Regions from separate parts of the Mus musculus genome. Here regions 2 and 3 are each linked to region 1. Evidence: chromatin contacts called from public HiChIP or PLAC-seq data. All regions are on one chromosome and are shown on one strand. Each heading gives the region's core, a stretch centred on a gene start, on an enhancer-like site or on the middle of the called end of the contact. The rest is flanking DNA. Distances are from core to core; before and after follow the strand shown.

The links. HiChIP or PLAC-seq counts read pairs in DNA pulled down with a chosen protein or histone mark.
Region 2: a BATF HiChIP or PLAC-seq map of CD8 T cells shows a contact between it and region 1, with 6 read pairs. The contact joins two enhancer-like sites. A contact is called at or near these places in 1 of 15 datasets of contacts at CTCF or cohesin (CD8 T cells), 1 of 484 Hi-C or Micro-C datasets (liver) and 3 of 115 datasets of contacts at active chromatin or transcription factors (CD8 T cells, acute myeloid leukemia and embryonic stem cells).
Region 3: a contact with region 1 is called in a BATF HiChIP or PLAC-seq map of CD8 T cells, with 5 read pairs. The contact joins two enhancer-like sites. A contact is called at or near these places in 1 of 115 datasets of contacts at active chromatin or transcription factors (CD8 T cells) and 1 of 9 other capture datasets (embryonic stem cells).

Annotation. Positions count from the first base shown.
Region 1 is chr10:45,017,794-45,021,325 of GRCm38.p6, forward strand. No RefSeq gene overlaps it. Among named protein-coding and RNA genes, the nearest start is that of Gm40639, 4.7 kb to the right of the region's middle. Within about 2 kb of position 1,923, at least 71 of the 459 cell types and tissues checked have an H3K27ac peak or open chromatin away from gene starts, as enhancers often do. A contact at or near this core is called in CD8 T cells, where this site is marked.
Region 2 is chr10:44,702,383-44,706,124 of GRCm38.p6, forward strand. No RefSeq gene overlaps it. Among named protein-coding and RNA genes, the nearest start is that of Gm22503, 28 kb to the right of the region's middle. Within about 2 kb of position 2,004, at least 14 of the 459 cell types and tissues checked have an H3K27ac peak or open chromatin away from gene starts, as enhancers often do. A contact at or near this core is called in CD8 T cells, where this site is marked.
Region 3 is chr10:44,674,602-44,678,090 of GRCm38.p6, forward strand. All of the region lies in intron 2 of Gm35154 (a long non-coding RNA gene), which reads left to right. Among named protein-coding and RNA genes, the nearest start is that of Gm22503, 56 kb to the right of the region's middle. Within about 2 kb of position 2,175, at least 17 of the 459 cell types and tissues checked have an H3K27ac peak or open chromatin away from gene starts, as enhancers often do. A contact at or near this core is called in CD8 T cells, where this site is marked.

The DNA of each region.
Region 1 (3,532 bases), core at 673-3,172:
ACTGTGGTAACATTAAAACCAGTTGAAAGGGGGATTTTGAAGTCAGAGCTGTGAAGGAGAGGATTTGAGTCTGGAGTTACGTCATGTCTGTGTCCCCCATCCTTCTGCGGCACGGATGGGTCTGGTCTGATAAACTTCCCTCGCTCAGTTCCAACTCTGGTGCTCTAAAAAACAGTTTCAGTTTCTGCAGAGCTCCCCCTATTCTCCCAACAAAGCCACCGTCCTCTTTTTACTCAAGAGAAGTTGACCTAGTTTTCTATTACCTGAGGTAGAACAAAGTTCAGTAGCTTGGAAGAGTGACCTGAGCAAAGGATTTCGAAACAAATGGCTCTGTATTTGAACCGCAGCCATGCCAGCCACCCGAGCATGCGCATTATTTCATTTCTGGAGGTTTCAGTTTCTAACACAAAGGGATAAAAGTTAGTAAGACATCTGTCACAGCATCGTAATGATGACTTCATGGAATACGTGCCTGAAAGTTCAGCTGGGCAGCCTCTGCTGTTTTACACGGTCAGCAGTATTCGTTTCCAAGACGCCCAGTGTATTAGCCATTCACTCTTACACGCATTCATTCAGCAATAATTTGATCAGGCAAGTGCCAGCTATAGGCTGAATGCTGAATTTGGTGTTGTGCCGGTAAATAATCACAAAGAAGGATATCAGGAGATGGGGGACACCGCTCAATGGTTAGCGCTGGCAGCTCATCCAGGGGACACGCGTTTCATTCCCAGCACCGACATGGTTGCTAACAACCATCTGTTAACTCCAGTTCCAACACTTTCTTCTGGCTTCTGCAGCCAATCCCTGCAAACAGTACACAGACAAACATGCAAGGAAAACATCTACACGTGTAAAATAAAAATAAATTTATGAAGAAGGAGGATAACAGGTCTCTGGCCTCAGAAAGTGTGGTGCCATTGAATACCTGTGAACGGTTGTCAGGGAAGGGTTTTGTGTAAATACAAAACAATAAAATGTAAATGAGGGCCAGGATGGGACTTAGTGAATCTCATGAGATTTTTAGAGGAAGGTAAAGTTGGTGATAACTATAGTAATCCCGGAGAAGCACTTTTAAACTGATCTGCCCTTTCTTATGCACCAAAACCTTCAGAATCTTTGTCCCTCTGAATGAACAGCCCTGTATCAAATACTTCTGGGCTGTTTGAACCAGTTCCTTCAGTCCTCGGTATCTGACTATGCTAGTTCATGTCCAAAGCCTTTTATATTTTTGTCTTCTAAATTTCTGTTGAGTGTCTTGCCTTCTAAAGCAGGCGTAGTTACTCTGAGTTAAGGTTCAGTGCTTGCTAAAGTTTGGTTTTTGCCTTTTTGTGATTTCTTCTAATAACACTTGTTCTGTGAACACTCCTGGAATCCCCTTCTGTCTAACTGGACTCAGTTTGAATTAATTTTAAATTGGGTATTGGCCAATTACAAAGCAAACTTTGATTTCATATGAGAAACGACTATTTTGAATAAAAGAGGGGAAACCTGCCAATATACCTTTCACAGTATTATGCTATATGAACTGGTAGGGCTGAGCCTGGCATGTGTTAAGTTGTAAGCAATTAATAACAGTCCATCCATTCTCAGAATTGATCACCACTATGGCTAATATCCTAGCAGAGAGACTACTGACACCAAAATCTTTGTCATGAACTTTATTACCGCTCCAGGAAGTGTCAGATGTTTATGGGCACATCGCATACAAGTATCTGAAAGCAGGGTGGCTGAGTCACCAGATTTAGGCCTTCCAGCGTCCAGATGTTAACTTCCTCCAGTGAGTGCCAGCTGTCACGTCCACTCCTTCCAGCCTAGCAACAGTGGGCCCTATGATTTGTTCCTGCCATTAACCCAGAGCAACAGACCAACATCTGAGTCATTCAGAAAGAAGAAGAAAGCAAAACAAAACAAAAAGCAGTGTCAATACAGAGCTGTGACCCAGAAACAAACACCTCCTGCCACAGTGAAAGTCCGTGCTCCCAGTGAGAGGGTGTGGCTGAGCTCCCAGGGATGGCATCGCGGGAAGGCTTCTCTCTTTGTCCCTGCCTGCTTCCACCTGAATCTTATAAGAATGGCTCCCAAATAACATCTTCTAACCCAAACCGACTGTTTACCTTTGTCTATATAGATGGAAAGTATGCAGAGGCGGGGCTCGTGAGGGTGGAGTGGTGAAGAGACATGAGTCTATATAGCTTGTTATTAAAGTATTAGAAGACATATAAATATCAAGATGTTCATTAGTGCCGCCTAAAGCGTAAGAGGCTGAGCTTTATTCCCTTTGGCCTTTCAGTTTCGGTTTATGCGAGGCTGCATACATGAGATGATCTCTCCTCTAGAACAACCCAGAAGGTACTAAGCAGGATGAGCCTCTCCTAGCCTCTTTCCTCGGTTTTACTCTAAGAGTTACAAAGATTGCCAATTCGGAAGCTTCCGGAGCATAAAAGACACACAACAGCTAAATATTTCATTGTTTCTCTGGCAAAGCAGCAAATATTTTTGTTTTGTCTCTGTCTTTCAGATTGTTTGCATCATTCCTAAACTTACACCCTGACTTGGCAGCAAGTTGGTATCTCTTGATAATAAGTTTCACAAGGGAAGAAAGCGACTCAGGGTTGCCGCTTTCCTGACCTAGAACACGAGGTACCTTTGTCAGCCTCCAGATCAACCACATCACAGCTGTGTTCTCACACATGAGCCCTTGTTCAAAGCGGCACGCGGCCATCTCATACCATCTCCCTTTGCCTGTAGCATCTGTAAAGATTACGCATAGCTTTGGCCTTTCTTTGCTTTCGGTTTAACACATGAAGCTGCTGAGGAGAGGGTGGGTGTTAGAGCTGGTGTTAGAACAAACTAGCTGTGCTCTCTCCGTCAATGGCGGCCTGCAGTCCTTCCAGGAATTTTGAAGAATTATACTTCCTTCTGCTTAAAACCACATAAGGGTAGTCCTATTTTCAACTCTCAACCTGGGACAGTAATCAATTGTCTAAAACACAGACTCCTAGGAATGATCCTACACAGCATTACAAACTAAATTATTTTATAAGGGATAAAAAAAATATGCATGGAATTTTTTAAAAAGACTTAATTTTTCTAAATTCATGTTTTATTGAAAAATGGGAAGTAAACAGAGGTAACACAGACAGAAATTTCTTGGTTTAAAAATAAAATTTTACCACTGCCAAAGTTACATCACTCTTTATAATCTGACAGTAATGCCCTATTGCTGAAGATACACTTACTCATGTCATCAAGCAGGGAGAACTTAAGCTGGTGCCTAGCTAAAAGCTTTGCCCCTGCCGACTGGTATCCATGGTGCTAGAAGGTACTTTGCATAATACCAGAGGAGAAAAATTTGTCCTCGATACCACTTAACTACAAACCCTGTGACCTACAATGGTGGTCTTCTGCAGGCAATACAGATGTGCTATGGCACAGATGTTAAAGGAGTAACAAGCCACTTTTTGATTGGGTTTAAGACGCATTGCATGAAACAGAATCCACACTAAAGAATACACTGCTAAAGTGGCCAAAA
Region 2 (3,742 bases), core at 754-3,253, 320 kb before region 1:
CTGAGGCCAGACTGGCTCTCTTTAAGTTAAAGCCTACTATGGCCTCCTTCCAGACTGTAGAGTTTCCATCTGCAATTTACAGGCTCACTGGTTTCAAAGTGGTTTCTTTAAGGTTGTTAAGTCAAATTCATCGGAGTCACGCTTTGAGTTTGTTTTTAAGTTACAAACAGTAGAGCAAAGCTTTCCAGAGATGATTTGAGAAACAAACACACATGTGACCAGTTCCGGGTTGAAATGGAGGCAGACATTGGGTGCTGGTAATATCACATGTGACAGAGTACTATCTCGAGCATTGATAAAATCTCTTGGCCCTCACCATTTCTGAGAATTGTTTGACCAGCACAAAGTGAAGTCTGTAACCCTCATGCAGGAGATGGGCATCAGGAAGGAGTATATATTTTCTCTTAAGGCATTTATCTGCCCTGGTCAGTAGGCCATGCAAGTGATACCCTCTGTATATTGATTGACCTTTTCCCCTGTGAGATGGAAAGGCAGAACAAGATGCTCTCAAAGGCCCTTCTAGGATGTGATACTCTGAGTTAGATTCAATCTTCTGACTCAACTGGAAATGATAAAACCTACCTCATGCTCTGCCTGTGCCTTCCTGATCTGGGCACAGTGATGTGTGCTGCCTTCCTGCCCTCTGGTGTGCGTTTTTCTCATCCAGACACTCAACTGTCAGAATGCCTAGAGGAGGAGCCACAGAGCACTGGATAGAGCATAATACATACTGTCTTCTGTTCTTAAGGATGCTCAAGGCCTGTCAGTGGAACAGGTAAAGGGAGCCACAAGGACCCGCTTCCCAGCCATTTTTCTTCCTCTGTGCCTTGGGTCACCTGCCAGTGTCTTCTGAAATATTCGGCATAGATAGAGTGTTCTCTTGTACTGCAGAACAATAGACTGATGAACAGACTGGTCCTGACATATAGCCCTTGCTCGTAGGCTAACAGAGAAGAGGTGCTGCCTTTTTCTCTGAGTGTGGCCTACTTGTGTTTGCTAATGACATCTAAGAATTAGAAACAACCACTTTAAAAAAACTTAGAAGATAACTTTGATTTACTTGTTAATACGTATAAAGGTAAGATTCCAAATAAAAATCCCAGTTCCAAGCTCTCTTTCCTTCCTTCCTTCCTTCCTTCCTTCCTTCCTTCCTTCCTTCCTTCCTTCCTTCCTCCCTTCCTTCCTCCCTCTCTCTCTCTCTCTCTCTCTTTCTCTCTCTCTCTCTCTCTCTCTCTCTCTCTCTCTCTCTCTCTCTCTCTCTCATTCTTTCTAACATTTCCAACCATGTTTGGATGTATGTTTCTCTAAGTCCAAGCAGGAGAACCTCAGAGGTCACTGCCCCCATGTCATAGTTTAGGTAGTCAGGAAGATAGACCTGCCTGGCCTGTTTTACAGTTTACTTTGTTGGCCTGGCTCCTTTGGTCACTTCAACAGGGCTCTTCAGTGACTTTGATGAGCCGAGTGGTGTCGCTTGTACCAGGCAAAGGACATTGGCATCTAGAAACAACAACTTCACTGAGGCAGACTCCTTGGGAATAAAGCAGAGACTATGGAAGGACCTCCCACCTTAGGCTCAGGGTGGTTCAAAGTCAGGGCAGTGGGCAGGTAGGCACCTGGAACTGAGCTCAGCAGGATGAAAGGGTGGTGCCCTAGGGTGGAGGACCTGAGGCCATCTTACGTGATCTCCTAATACCAGTAGAAATATTTGTCAGTAAAGTAATATCAGTCGTATATTCACAACTCTAGTCGTTTTGTGGAAATGGTCCTTATATTCCTCAGGTATTAGAACCGTGAATGAAGCACAGTGACTTAGTTTCTTGCATCTGCATGGTCCTTAGCATTTCACAACAGGGATCTTGGCTTGGCTAATATTTTCATGCCCTAATAACAGCAATCAACACTTGGGCTGGTCATATGGTAATAAATAAGCACCCATCTGGGACATGGCCTTGTAAAACAGGGCAGGAAATGCCACATCATATGGAAAGTTGTACTTTTAGTTTCATAACTCGACTTTTGCCTAACAAAGACACTTACTGAAACAGTCCTTGCAAGCATAAGGCATGTATTAAAATATGTCATGAAAATTGTATCTTTGTACAAAATATTTTCCTAAAGCTCTTCTTGAGTTATCTCCGTGACTCTCTGAGGCAGGTGGAGGTGTCCTTATTGAAAATAATTTATAAGAAAGGGAAATGGGGACTAGGGAAAATGGAGTGATTTTGTTCACATCTTATAGTTAGGGAGACAGAGACTTTCCAGTCTGTGTCCCCTGCTTCCCTGTCATGGTGTGTGGATTCCTGTAGATGTTCATATTCCAAAACAATGGCTGCCAGTCGAGAGAGGTGAAGGTTTTTCTTTTTTAACCTACATACTTTTAAAGTGCTTGCTAGGGAGAGTGGCAAATGTCTTTTAGAATGTGTATGGCTCTTAAGAAAAACAGAAAAGCACCATGAAGACCATTTTCAGGTTTTTTTTAACACTCAGATCACGGGAGTCACAATACAAATGAGCTGAGTTTCTTTTACGGCTTCCTTTATGGAGTCATGGCCTCCCAACAGAGAGCTGTGATGAGCTAGAGAGGACATCTGTAATGGGTGACACTCTGCAGGAGATGCTTTCCCTAGCTGTTACATGTGCCGTGACCATCCTCTGTATCTAAAATGTGCCGTAGAAAACGTCTAATCTCATGATATTATCATTCAGCTGCAGATAGAAAATATGTATACGTCCCTCAAACCCTCCCATGTCACCTAAACTATCCCACCTCTCCTTCTCGGGTTCTTGTCCTTGCTACCTTGTCAAAGGAAAGCATGCAAAGTAGGTTCCCAAGGGAACCCCTTGCCTCAACCCTTTCTCGGACACTGGTTTTCCTCTTTCGTTCCTGACTCTACTCCAGGAGTCAGGGTTTGGGGGCTGCCTTATTTACTTTCTGGCACTTTTCAGTGTGTGTGATTGGCTGGGCCCTGGGGGAGAGGGGGCACTTAGAAACATGCTATTGACTGTCTTACAGAATTGGTTATACAGTTAAATATGAGGATACTTCTGAAGAACTTTTTGTGTTATTGGAGACTGTGGCTTATTTCTTAAGAAAATAGTAGTCTTGTTAATAAAGGAAAAATACTCATTTGACATAAAAATTCCTTTAAGCTCACTAAAGTATCTATCTCAAATACTTTTTGTGAGGTCATATCTTTTTTTTTCTAAAGCAATTAGGTGCTGTGGGATCCAGTGACTTTCGAAAATTCAGTATTATGAAGTGGAAACAATTTTTTCAAATGCCACGAGCATCTCAATGTGTGAAGTTACGGTGTTTTCGGGAAATTGTTTCTTTTAACACAAGGCCAGAGTGGGCTTGGCCATCATGGGAGGTGTGGTTTTTTCCGTCAGGGCTGTCATGTTGTGATGAAAAGGAGCTGCAGAAAGTCATCACTCTTGTCTTCTTTGTGGTCAAGAAACCTGAACTTTATATGTTAATTCCTAATTTTATTATTTTATATGTGTGGATCTTTGCCTGTGTTCGTGTGTGTGTGTGTGTGTGTGTGTGTGTGTGTGTGTGCGCGCGCGCGCGCGCGCACTACACCCTTGCCTGGTATTCAAGGAGGCCAGAAGTTAGAACTGGATCCTCTGAAACTAGAGTTACAAATGGCTATGAGTTACCATGTAGAGACTGGGACTCAAACCCATGTTCTCCGGAAGAGCAGCCTCTGTTCTTAAATGCGGAACCGTTTCTCTAGCACCA
Region 3 (3,489 bases), core at 925-3,424, 340 kb before region 1:
CTCACAGCGGCTGTAACTATGTGCTTAAGACCTTTGCAAGATCAAAGCACCCAAAAGTCCAACAACTGGAGCAGGAAGGCCTCATGAAGCCCCACCCCTAGCTGAGGAGCTATTGGCAGTTGGTGGATGCTTGCAGAACAAGAGTCCACTTCATCAGGGAGGCGATCCCAGAGAAGCTACAAATGTATTATATGGATAACATGAGTGAACTCACTGACCTTAACAATAAAATTAAGAATTTAGAAAGGAAATTGGTAGGAAAATAGGCGAGGGACTGGAGAGACGGTGGTGGGAGTGGATTTGAACAAATCTGGTAATATATACCCACTGAGTTCTCAAACAGCAAACTGAAGCAAAATAAAAACAAAAATGTCTAAACAGTATGCCAACTTCTAATCTTTAACCAATTTGCATCTTCTTTCCATAAGCGTTAGTTCTACTAGATGCCATGTAGGCATCAGCTTTTGCCAAGCCTTCCACCCACTGCCAGCTCTGCTTCGGTAACCTGAGCCCTCTCCCTTTTACTTCCATCCCCTTTGGCTGTCTTCTCATTTTGACTTTGTCTAATGGCAGAGCTTGATATGTGGTCATACTTCTCCTTGGACAGTGTTGCTTCTTTTAACATTGGGCTTGCTAAAAAGCTCACTGGTATTTGACTTAGACATGTGTAATAAGTTATCTAATGCTTTCAAGTCTCAGTTTCCTCATCTGTGAAATGAAACGGTTAGTCACCAGCCCATTGGATTTCTGTGATGATCAAGTGTAGTTGATGTAGCTTCAGTGCCTAGTGCAGTACGTGGGAGTTATAGATGCATGCTCGGAGGCCACCTGCTTCAGCCTTGTCCCATTCTTGCCAAAGAATCATTTGGAATAAAAGTTAAAGTGAAACTAACAGCTTGACAGAAATTGTACCAGCATCAGGCCCTGTAACCCAGGGTAAACAACTCAAAAGCAAACAACATTTCTGTTGATGTTTATTTTATTTTTGGTGAAGGATAACCTGTATCTGGAGGAAAGTATAAGCTCCCAAGTGCACAGAATCTTTAGGTTTCATATGTGCATGCTTCTCTGTTGCTTCCCAGTCCATAGCTGCCCTGGATGCCCATTTTATATTTCACTTGCATTGCTGGGGGACATGAGAAGACTGAGGTTCTGGTCCTGGCAGCTAGCCTTTAACCTTTAGGCTGACTTTTGTGTGATGGCCAACTTGTTATACCTGCCTGTGTGGATCCTTGAGTATGAAGTAGGTTTTTGTTGTTGTTGTTGTTTAACATTAATTTTTCCAAGACAGGGTTTTGATGTATACCCTTGGCTATCCTGGAACTCGCTCTAAAGACCACACTGGCCTCAAACTTGTAGAAATCTTCCTGCTTCTGCCTCCCAAGTGCTGGGCCATCACTGATTGAAGAAGTTTTTTACCTGAGGTAATATTTGATAGACTTCACGGGAAGTTCTGAGGCAAGTTGTCTTAGGACTAAGATATTTTCAATGCTATCAAAAAGTCAGAATTATGGGACAGAATCTTGGGCAGCTGAGACTTCTGTCATATATTTTATAGACACAATTAATTTGGTCAAATAGCTTTTTGTTTGACTAGACTTTAATGACTTCATCTATCCTTATGACAAAATGAAAATCTCTATAATTAGAGATAAGGTTTGAAAGGATAGAGTAAATTTTTCCCTGAGGAAGAACCTGGGACACATTCTCTGCCAGGATGCCTAGTTGTAATATGTGTCCTATAAAATGGCAATTCTTTCTGAGTTCTTCTCTATGAGTAGGAATCAGAACCTCTCATTCTTCCATTGTCTTCCATTACCATTGCAACAGTCTTTCCTTCTGGTTTTTCTCAGCCTGCTTCCTTTTGGTCTTCTTCTAGAGGAAGACCTTGAGTTATGGGTTTGTGCTAATGAGTTCCCTGCAGCTGAAACTCAGGAGTCAGCCTGGACTCCTGCTTCCTCCACTCTGTATCAGAAAATCTATATGCTCCGAAATCTGTCTGTTTCTCTCTATCTTCCCCTGCTTTAACTACCTTTATGTCCTGCTGAACTACCTCAGTGGTGACTCACTTCCGGCTTCCTTCTAGTCTCAAACAGAAGTTGTGGTGATCTGTTAAAATAATGAAGGAAAGCACCACTGTGTGCATCTTGTTCCCTCTACTTCCTCTTACGTCACACTCACTCCAGCTCTGTGCTCTAGTCCTTAGTTCTTCAGGATGTCATTCCTCTGCTACTGCCCTGTCCCATACACCCTTCTCTAATTGGACAGTGCATTTGTCCAATTCTAAAAATGTAATTTGCAGCTGGATTAGCTCAAATGCCCATTCCCCAACTAAATGTTCTCAACTTTTCCATCAGTGAAAGTTCCCAAGTTCCAGATACCAACTTTTTCATTCAAAGTGCTTGATTTGCATCTTAATAAGAGATGCTTGTTGGCAGTCTTTTTTAGCTGAAAAATTCTTTTATCAGACTATGACATAGTATTGGTTAGGTGTTCACTGGAGTAGATATATAGGATCCATTTTTTACACTGACTCATATATTGCTAGAACTCTGATAAGCATCAAACAAAATACAGTGAGCATAATTGAGGTCAGATATTTGATCACTGGGTGCATTGTAATGTGTTTTTCTATTCAGTATTTGCTCCAGTAAAGTCAAAGAAGAAATACTTCTCCCTAGGGATTTGCACATGTAAAGCAAATGTTGGCCGGAGAAAGACTTCATGGACAGGCAGTAATGGGGAGCATAATGTTCTTTTCTTCTGGTTCCATCTTCAGGAATGATGCCAGGTCCTTAAATCAGCATTTCTTTCCTTCTTTCTTCAATGGGAACACTATAAATAACAACAGATGTCTATGCTCCACCCCTATAATTTCCAATTCAATAATTCAGGGATACAACCTGAGAATTTACACTTCTAGCAAGTTCTCAGATGATGCTGATGGCACAGGTGTTGAACCACGCTTACTGAAACCACTTAAAGTAATTCTAGTACAAAATTCAGGCCCAGGCTCATCTCCCCAAACAAGGAGGGGTTCATTTGCCAATACCCAAATGTCTTTGTGAGTCTATAGGTATAGTGGTTGAAGAAGTGTGGGTGAGCAGAGGGAGAGCCCTTGATGATCCCACTGTTACAAGTTTGTGGATAATGTTCATGATTAGACAAATACTAATATTTCATTGGCATGTTGTGAGTAAGTAATCATGTTATTGGCTATTGCGTCTCTGGATCTTTTAAAAAATATAGTATATTAACTGGAGCACAACATGTTTTGGCAGGGGCAGGGCACCCACTGTTGTCCAAAGTAAGGTGCTACAAGCTAGCCAGGGAGTAATGGAGCACAAGGAAATCAGACAGACTTAGGTAAAAGCAGCTGCTTATGGATGAAATTGAATTTTAGTTTACACGTCAACTTTTTGAAAGAACACAGGTATGTAGATGGCAGGGTTTGCTATCCACAGAGCAGTGGCTGAAGAGTGCTTTGAG